Regions from separate parts of the Mus musculus genome. Here regions 2 and 3 are each linked to region 1. A link is a contact called in public promoter capture Hi-C data. All regions are on one chromosome and are shown on one strand. Each heading gives the region's core, a stretch centred on a gene start, on an enhancer-like site or on the middle of the called end of the contact. The rest is flanking DNA. Distances are from core to core; before and after follow the strand shown.

The links. Promoter capture Hi-C pulls out the DNA fragments that hold promoters and counts their contacts.
Region 2: a contact with region 1 is called in a promoter capture Hi-C map of the HPC-7 cell line. The contact joins the enhancer-like site here to the promoter of Cdkn2aipnl in region 1. A contact is called at or near these places in 4 of 39 promoter capture datasets (the C10 cell line, the HPC-7 cell line, cranial neural crest and 1 more), 3 of 484 Hi-C or Micro-C datasets (B cells, the HL-1 cell line and the N1E-115 cell line), 3 of 115 datasets of contacts at active chromatin or transcription factors (CD8 T cells, embryonic stem cells and pancreatic cancer cells) and 1 of 9 other capture datasets (pancreatic islet).
Region 3: a promoter capture Hi-C map of the HPC-7 cell line shows a contact between it and region 1. The contact joins the enhancer-like site here to the promoter of Cdkn2aipnl in region 1. A contact is called at or near these places in 6 of 39 promoter capture datasets (the C10 cell line, the HPC-7 cell line, hematopoietic stem and progenitor cells and 2 more), 3 of 484 Hi-C or Micro-C datasets (the N1E-115 cell line, embryonic stem cells and pro-B cells), 3 of 115 datasets of contacts at active chromatin or transcription factors (CD8 T cells, the SCID.adh cell line and embryonic stem cells) and 3 of 9 other capture datasets (adipose tissue, liver and pancreatic islet).

Annotation. Positions count from the first base shown.
Region 1 is chr11:51,966,246-51,969,084 of GRCm38.p6, reverse strand. Cdkn2aipnl (CDKN2A interacting protein N-terminal like) reads right to left here and starts at 1,454. Exons shown (of 3, transcript NM_029976.3): 1 at 1,128-1,454. The coding sequence starts at 1,366.
Region 2 is chr11:52,064,665-52,067,503 of GRCm38.p6, reverse strand. All of the region lies in intron 13 of Cdkl3 (cyclin-dependent kinase-like 3), which reads right to left. Among named protein-coding and RNA genes, the nearest start is that of Ppp2ca, 33 kb to the left of the region's middle. Within about 2 kb of position 1,488, at least 83 of the 459 cell types and tissues checked have an H3K27ac peak or open chromatin away from gene starts, as enhancers often do. A contact at or near this core is called in B cells, CD8 T cells, the HPC-7 cell line and 1 more, where this site is marked.
Region 3 is chr11:52,034,664-52,037,502 of GRCm38.p6, reverse strand. All of the region lies in intron 12 of Cdkl3 (cyclin-dependent kinase-like 3), which reads right to left. Among named protein-coding and RNA genes, the nearest start is that of Cdkl3, 32 kb to the right of the region's middle. Within about 2 kb of position 1,387, at least 51 of the 459 cell types and tissues checked have an H3K27ac peak or open chromatin away from gene starts, as enhancers often do. A contact at or near this core is called in CD8 T cells, the HPC-7 cell line, the N1E-115 cell line and 3 more, where this site is marked.

The DNA.
Region 1 (2,839 bases), core at 205-2,704:
CCAAGCCGCTTCAGCACTGGTGATGAGGCTCGTGACTGAGTGCTTATTTTGGATGTGTAAGGGCCTGGGTTTCATCCCTAACACAAAACCCAAAAAGTAAACCAAGCAGTTTGGCCTGGAGGGGGTCCTGTGACCACTACAAAATCAGGTATGAGTGAGGGTCTCCTGTTCTAACACAACCTCACGAAACTCTAGAAGCCTGGAAGAGCCTGGCCATGCATGCCTCTCAGGACGTGGTTGCCTAGGTGGATCAAGTTCTAGGATTGCCTGGGCTACACAGTAAACTGGAGGCCAGTCTCAGTTATAAGGGAAGACTGCCTCAAAAATTAAAAATCACGGGCTGGAGAGATGGCTCAGCGGGTAAGAGCACCCGACTGTTCTTCCGAAGGTCCGGAGTTCAAATCCCAGCAACCACATGGTGGCTCACAACCATCCGTAACAAGATCTGACTCCCTCTTCTGGAGTGTCTGAAGACAGCTACAGTGTACTTACATATAATAAATAAATAAATCTTTAAAAAAAAATTAAAAATCACAAGGGAGTATAAAAACCTGGTGTCATTTCCAGGTGGAATATCTCAAGGCCAGGCTCTTGCCTTCCAGGTGTGATCACAAAGACTGGGGAGGGCGGGGAGTTAGGACAGCAACAAGATAGCATGGGTTACTTTCCTAAGAGGGAAGCCAAGAAGAGAAAGGGGAGAAAAGATTACATCCTGCCTTAGCGTGAAACCCACCAATGGTGAGATACATCACATCCTCTTGCTAGGTGTCTTCATCTAGAGGAAGAGTCTGCACTTTTGTCACGTGGGCGACAGGAGCTAATAGACTTCAAACACACTCTGGAAAGGAAGTCCTCTGGGCTAATAAACAGTAATAACAATGACCATTGCAATTCGGCCGCCTTGGAGCACACCTGCACTGCACGCCCTATCATTCAGCTGCTGTAGTCATCCCAACCACTCATTCACAAGAGAAAAGCGAGGCTCAGAGGAGAGATTTTTTTCCCGAGGGAATGCTAAGAGGGGATCAGTAGGAGGCTGGCGCCAGGTTCAGCGTGGAGCAGTGTATATGCCCAAGCTGAGGATCGACTGATGGGGACAAGGTCAGCCAGCTGTCGGGGGTCCGCACCTGCAACCCAGGAAGAGGTGGTTGGCCCAGACCATGGATAAGGACAGCAGCTGGTCCAGGCGGCCGCCGCCGTCGGGTGGGTCTCGGTAGTCAGGCAGGTGGCGCAGGATGAACTCCATGCGCGCTTTCCATTGCTTCTCGCTCTCCGAGTAGGAACGAAACTGCTCGGCGAAGTCGGCGGCCTGCCGCACGCCGGAAACTAGCTTCTCCACCGCGGCGCTGGCCTCGCCACCCACCATGGCTCCCGCTGCCGCAGCCGCTGCCGCCGCTAAGGATCGCACCAGCCCGCCGCTTTCCCGACACGCCCCGCGCCGCCGCCGCACGGCTAGAGCGACCACGGCTGAGGGCGAGTGCTCTGGAGGACTTATCTGGAGCGCCCTCGCGGGGCACGGAGGTCTAGTGCAACCCAGCGTGTGTGGCAACTGCTGGGGAGCTTGAGGCCCGCCAGCATAGAGCTGGCAGCTAGGTGCCCATTGGGACTCTGCAGTGCCCTTTTTGCCCTGGGTCGTTCACCGGGCATCTGTCTATCCTCAGCCACACCTGAGGTTTGCCCTAAGTTCTGTGGCTGTCCCTTGGGAGTGAGGTCCTCTCTTTTATGGATCCACTGTTATCTCAACATCTTCACTGAGGTTGTGTTCTCCTATCTTGCTGTATTCATCATCCAATCAGTACATACAAGGCATTTTGTTTCGTGCCCAGGATGCCCCACTCTAAAGGACTTTGTGAGGGACCCTCATGGTGGAAGGAGAGAACCAACTCCTGAAAACTGTCCTCTGACTTCTACATGCAAGTTGTGGTACTTTGATGTACACACACACACACACACCAAGCAAGTAAATAAATGTAAAAATATAAAATGTAAGCTTGAGTCAGAAGAAAGCCTAGAACTCAGGACCTCCAGATCTAGTGAAGGTCTTAAGTGGTGAGTGGGCTTCAAGGAAGTTCATTATATACTGTTTACTATTGCAGATCCTTCCCTCCCGCTCCCCCAGGGTCATACACGGCCAAGCTGGCCTACAACTGCTTGCTTGCTCCCTTCTGTGGCTTCTGTGGCAGTGTTAGGATCCCAGCAGGCAGAAATACAATCCAGTCCGCAAATGCCAGAGCAGTGAGGACCAGCACCAAGCTGGGTGCTCTCACCTCAGGAAGACACAGTGCTGACACTACGGCTTGGAACATCTGAACCAAACATGAGAATCCAAAGACAGAAACAGCTTTCCCCCAGCAGTCAGCAAGTTAACTGGATAACAGCGACCAGAGCTGAGTCCCAGGATACAGATGCCATACCCTGACTGATACTGCAGTGGCAGGTTCCCAAGTGAAACCTCAGATACCCAGAGTCAAGGTCCCTGGTAATTCTGATTCTAGCTTCAGCTGATCAGACTCTGAGGACATTTGATGTGCCAGGCACAGTGACAGACACCTTTTGTCCCAGCTACTCCATATGTCAAGGCAGGAGAATTATTTGAGCCTGGAAATTTGCTGCCATCCTTATCACCAGAGAAAGATGCTTGACTCTTAAAAACACTGCGGAGGCTTCAGTGAGCTACATCCTTGGTTCCTTGGTTGTGTACTGCAGTGGTTGGTCTAGAAATGAGAGCATGGGGGCTAGAGAGATGGCTCGGGAGTTAAGATAACTGGCTGCTCTTCCAGAGGATATGGGTTCAGTTCCCAGCACCCTCATTGTGGCTTACAGCCACCCACAACTACAG
Region 2 (2,839 bases), core at 239-2,738, 98 kb before region 1:
AAAAAGGAAATGTCAACCACGTCAGACACAGGTAATGCAGGGCTGACACACACCTACATAAGGAAGACGCATGGCACCGTTAGCACGAGAGCGGGGAGAGCAGTGGGAGAGCATTCTGAGCTGTTTCACTGAGCCTCAAGAATAAAACACAAACTAGATTTGCTCTGGTAAGTCAAACACATGTGAAGAGGTGCAGTTCAACAAGAAAATATAGCAAATTCTACGAACCTAATATGAAATGCCTCGACGATGCTTTAAAAGAACCGGACAGCAGGATGGACCAGTGGATAAAGCCTGAGCCTAGTGACCTTAGTTCAAGCCCCAGGAGCCACATTGGGGAAGGAGACGAACAACGCCGAAAAGCTGTCTTGGGCCTCTATTTATATAGACACAACATTAAAACTTAAAAATGTGAAAAAATTAAACAGACAAATCCACAATTATTATATCTGGATTTAGCTACTTCATGGGTTCTTCTTTTTCCACTCTATTCCCCTGGTTTCATCCTTATCACTAGATAGAAGAGAAAGAATACAGGAGAGAGGGAGAGGGGAGGGGAGGGGAGAGGGAGAGAGGGAGGGGGAGGAGGGAGAGGGAGAGAGGGAGGGGGAGGGGGAGGGGGGAGGGGGAGATTGACTCCTGAATCTAGTTCTTCTTGTTTCTTCTTTGACTACTAACAAACTGCAATCTGAATGACCAACAACCTCCAATACTGCCTTGGGGGCCCTAGCATTTATGTAGCCTCTGAAAAGTTCCCAGAATTCCTTATGTCACACAATCGCAGAAACAACCTACAGCTGACTATCTGCTAGCGCATGAGGCAACTCCTAGTCAGCTGCTGTGGACAGTCTAAAGCAGCCCTACATCCCTACACCTGTGATTAGAATGAAAGCAGATTCTTATAGTACTGTGTTTAAAGAGACCAAAACTCCAGAGCTCTCACTACAAATCATACTTGGAAATTTTTAACAATTACCCCTCAAAACTGTTAGACTATGCACATGTCAAATGGTCAAAAAATGATATGCAGACCAGAAGGAGGCAAGTCCACTCTTGACCTAATGGATACTGCACACAGCAACTACAGAATGCATGTGTTTTTCAAGTTCAAACACTTACTGTATGCTGCTATTTAAACCAAATTAAATACATTTTAAAGGAGCAAAATACTACTGAGCAGAGTCTCTGACCATCCTCTAATTACACTATCAACTTCAAATGCTCCCGTGTGGCTATAAGTTAAGAAATGTGCATCTACAAATAACACACAGTGCAGAGAAGTCACTGGAGTAGAAACTACAATATACTCTCACCAATAATGAAAAGGATATGTATTAAACCTTGTCTGATAAAGCTAAAGTTGTTCCTAGAGGCAAATTTGTGGCATCAACATGCTTCTTATTAACAGAAATGCACATGAGCTGTTATTCAGTGAACTACGGTAGAAATAAGCAGAAGCGGTTAAGTGAGGCTCTGTGTACCTTTGATTTCCGCAGTTAGGCTCGGCAGCTTGAGGCTAGCCTGGTGGTGTGGGTTGCTCTGGTGCCGTTTGTATTCTGATGTTAATTCTGCTTCTTCAAGAGGGGCTCCCTGGAGGAGTGGATTACTGAGGTGACCCCACATAAGCATCTCCCCAGTCTAACTGGTCAAATAAAGGCTAGAGCCTGTGACTGGGCAGTAGAAGGGAAAGGTGGGGCTGGAGGTTTTAGAGAAGAGAGGAAGGGAAAAGAAACAGAAGAAAGATGGAGCAGAACCACATGGCCTAGAGAAGCTACAAATAACAAGGGATCTCATAGCTGCAAACAGATTAGTGTAATAGTAGATTTGCCCAACCTAGGCCTACAGGTTATACATATAATAACTGAGTTGTGTGGTTTTTGCATGGGCTTATTGGGGTTGGAAATTTACTACAACAACCTGGGCTACACACTGAATTAAAAGCCAGTCTAGGCTATAAAAGTAAGACTTTGCATGTGGTAGGGGAGAGGATATTAAAACAGAGTAGAAAAAAATAATAAAAGTAGGGCAGACATTAAGGTGTAGAGAACAGTAGAGACAGTCACTACTCAAAAGGTGACAAAGAAAAATTAGAAAACTTAGAAATTACAAAGCCGGGCAGTGGTGGCGCACACCTTTAATCCCAGCACTTGGGAGGCAGAGGCAGGTGGATTTCTGAGTTCGAGGCCAGCCTGGTCTACAAAGTAAGTTCCAGGACAGCCAGGGCTACACAGAGAAACCCTGTCTCAAAAAACCAAAAAAAAAAAAAAGAAAGAAAGAAAGAAAGAAAGAAAGAAAGAAAGAAAGAAAGAAAGAAAGAAATTACAAGATTTTGGGATTTTTGTTTTGGTTGTTGTTTGTTGGTGTTTTTTTTTTTTTTTTTTTTTGGTTGTTTTGTTTTTTTGAAACCATGGTTTCACTATGTAGCCCTGGCTGTCCTGGAACTCATTCTGTAAACCAAGCTGGCCTCTAACTTATAGAGATCTGCCTACCTCTGCCTACCAAGTGCTGGGATTAATGGTATGCACCAACCTGCTTGGCTCTGCTCCCTTCTCAGTATAATTCACAGTCCCTCTGATGCTCCAACACATGCAGAAAGCAGCAGAGCTGTGCTAGCCACATGGCTCCTGACACCCAAGTATTACACAGCAGCATTGAATTTTAGAAGTGTATGTGATATTAGCACAAGCTTTAGAAAAGCTTTGGGGTAGTTAAAACTCCACGAATGTGTTTAAAATCAAAAGAAAAGGAGGGAAAAGCAGCCGATGCTTCAGAGTCCAGACATAACCTGTTCTGGTAGATGGGTGCTTCACTATGAAAATAACCTGTAAAGGGCAGGAGA
Region 3 (2,839 bases), core at 138-2,637, 68 kb before region 1:
GACAAAGCACTATCGGGAAAAAAAAAATCTGTTCCTCTTCAAATTCTTCCCCTCACAATCGCCATCTCCACCCTAAAATTAAAAACCAAGCCAGTAAGAACCAGGGATAAGAAATGTAAGTATCTGCTGTCAAAGCCATGACTGTACTAATTTTACACTATAGGTGATCTACTCAATGTCGCACTGCTCAGCCTAAGTCCCACCGTTAAACCACACTACACAGGACAAGACCCAGTGTCTGCCACATGTTTGACGTGGAGCCCAGCACCTGCTCATGCTTATCTTCTTTGCTTTCAGAATCTTTGGGTACCTAGACATTGGGACACTGTGTTACATATTTACATTGAGACTCTGTGTATTATATATTTACATTGGGACTCTCTATGTTACTATGTTATTTTTTAGTTTATTTTATGTATATGAGTACACTGTCACTGCCTTCAGACACACCAGAAAAGGACATCAGATCCCATTACAGATGGCTGTGAGCCACCATGTGGTTGCTGGGAATTGAACTCAGGACCTCTGGCAGAGCAGTCAGTGCTCTTAACCACTGAGCCATCTCTCTAGCCCCCTCTGTGCTACATACTTACATCAGGATGTTACGTACTACATATCTTCATTGGAACTCTCTGGATTACAGATTCACCTTGGGACTCTGTTATATGTTTAAATTTGGACTCTCTGTATTTCACACTTAGATTAGGATGCTCTTTATTACATATTTACATTGTGAGTCTCTGTATTACATATTTACACTGGAACTCTCTGTTACATATTTAGTAACTTTCCCTTCTATAATTATAAAGCTCTAAACCAAACTCAGGAACGAAGACTAATCAACATGCTGGAAATAACAGATGATTAAATAAAGTTGCATGACCTAATGTGAAATATAGGGTTTTTTTGTTTTTTGTTTTTTGTTTTGTTTTTGAGACAGGGTTTCTCTGCATTGCCCTGGCTGTCCTGGAACTCACTTTGTAGACCAGGCTGGCCTCGAACTCAGAAATCCGCCTGCCTCTGCCTCCCAAGTGCTGGGATTAAAGGTGTTCGTCACCACCACCGGCTGAAATATAGTTCTATTAACAGGCATTTGTGAACTTAATGTTCAAATTAAGAAAACAAGAGCAGTATTATAAATTTAAAAGCAAAACTAGGAGACTACACCCAGCTACCTAGGCTTCGCTGCTGGTCAGCATTTCTGTGCATGTAACATTGGCAAAAAGAAAGAGTTGTTTTAACCACACACGATTCTGGGATCCCCTGAATTTCCATCTGCCACATTTTCTAACCTACAGCTAACAGGTTCCTCTCTCTTTAGCTGAAGCATTTCTTGTGTTCTAAAAACAAACAGGAAGTGGTGAGTCACTGCTAAGGGAACTCGGGATGAGATGAAATACCTGTATTTTACTGCAGGGGTTGCTTCATAAAGGCACTGGGCGACTGGTGGCAGAGGACTCCTTATCAAACAAAGCTACTTACCTGTGGCCTCCTCTTCCTGTAGGCTCTCTCCTCTCTTGATCAGGCCACTCATTCACAGTCACACAGGGTTCTGTCTGGTCAAAGAGCCCCTTCAGTGTGTACCTTCATATGTCAATGTATTGCTAACAAAGACCCCAAAGAGTTGGATACATATCTAGGAAGTGCTTGGATTTGATGAAGTAATTTAAAAACCAAGCAACGGAAGAGCTAAAATGAGAACAAGTAAGTTGTTATTCCCTGTCTTCAGATTTTTGTTTGTCTTGGGGTGCTGGAGACCATACTAGGCAAGCACTAGGTGCTACACTCCTAGCTCCTACCCCATGTTTTGAAAAGTATGTTATATTTTCTCAAACTAAAAATAAACTACAGACTGAAAATTTAGAAGACTAGATTTTGAGATAAGGTCTCACGCTGAGGCTCTGGCTGGCCTGGGATTCACTATGTCAACCAGACTGTTCTTGAACTCACAGTGACTCACCTGCCTCTGCCCCTCAAGTGTGGGTGTTAAAAGCATGTGAAACTATACATGGCTAAGGAAATTTTGACATGGATTTAATTTGTGTGTGCATGATGTTTCTGTAAAGGTCGGGGCCAACTGGAGAGGCCGGGTTCATTCTTTCTTCCTGTTATGTGCGTTCTAGAGCTAGACCTTGGGTCTTCCACCTGGCAGCATCCTTATGCACTGAATCATCTCACCAGCTCAAGCATTTTCTTAATTCTGATGTTAACTCACCAAGATGTGTTCAGACTAGTGTTGTCTCAGTCTCAGCTATGCACGAGAGCTTCTGAATGGAGTACAGATAAGCTCTAAGCAACACTGACAGCTCCTGGTTGCTTCTAATAACTACAATTGGTTTCTGTTACTCTTTTCAAGGCTACCTTTTCAGGAATACCACATCACATAAGCATCTGAGAGAACTGCTTTGATTCATTTTCCCCCTGCACGCATATGTGGTTCGGGTTTCTGGGCTTCTCATGGAATAGCAGGATAAACAGTGGCACATCGAAGCTTTCTGCAAACCCAAGACCCCTATCTCACCCAATGAGCCAACAGATTTGCAAATGGTATGCTATGCAGATTTCCCAGACATGAGTATATCTCTTAAATGCACAAGCTTAAAGAATCTTTTGACTTAAAATGAACTAAAAGGCTTTCCTTAATGGCCTTCCTGGTCAATAACAGCTCTGGTTCTGCAAAGTAGATTGCGACACACACAAGTAGTCTTGGGACTGCCAAAACAAGACTATAGCTCTAAATGTCACAATGGAAATGCCTTATAGGTTTTCAGATAAATCTATACATACACACACACATACATACATACATATGTGTGTGCGTGCGTGCGTGTGTGCGTGC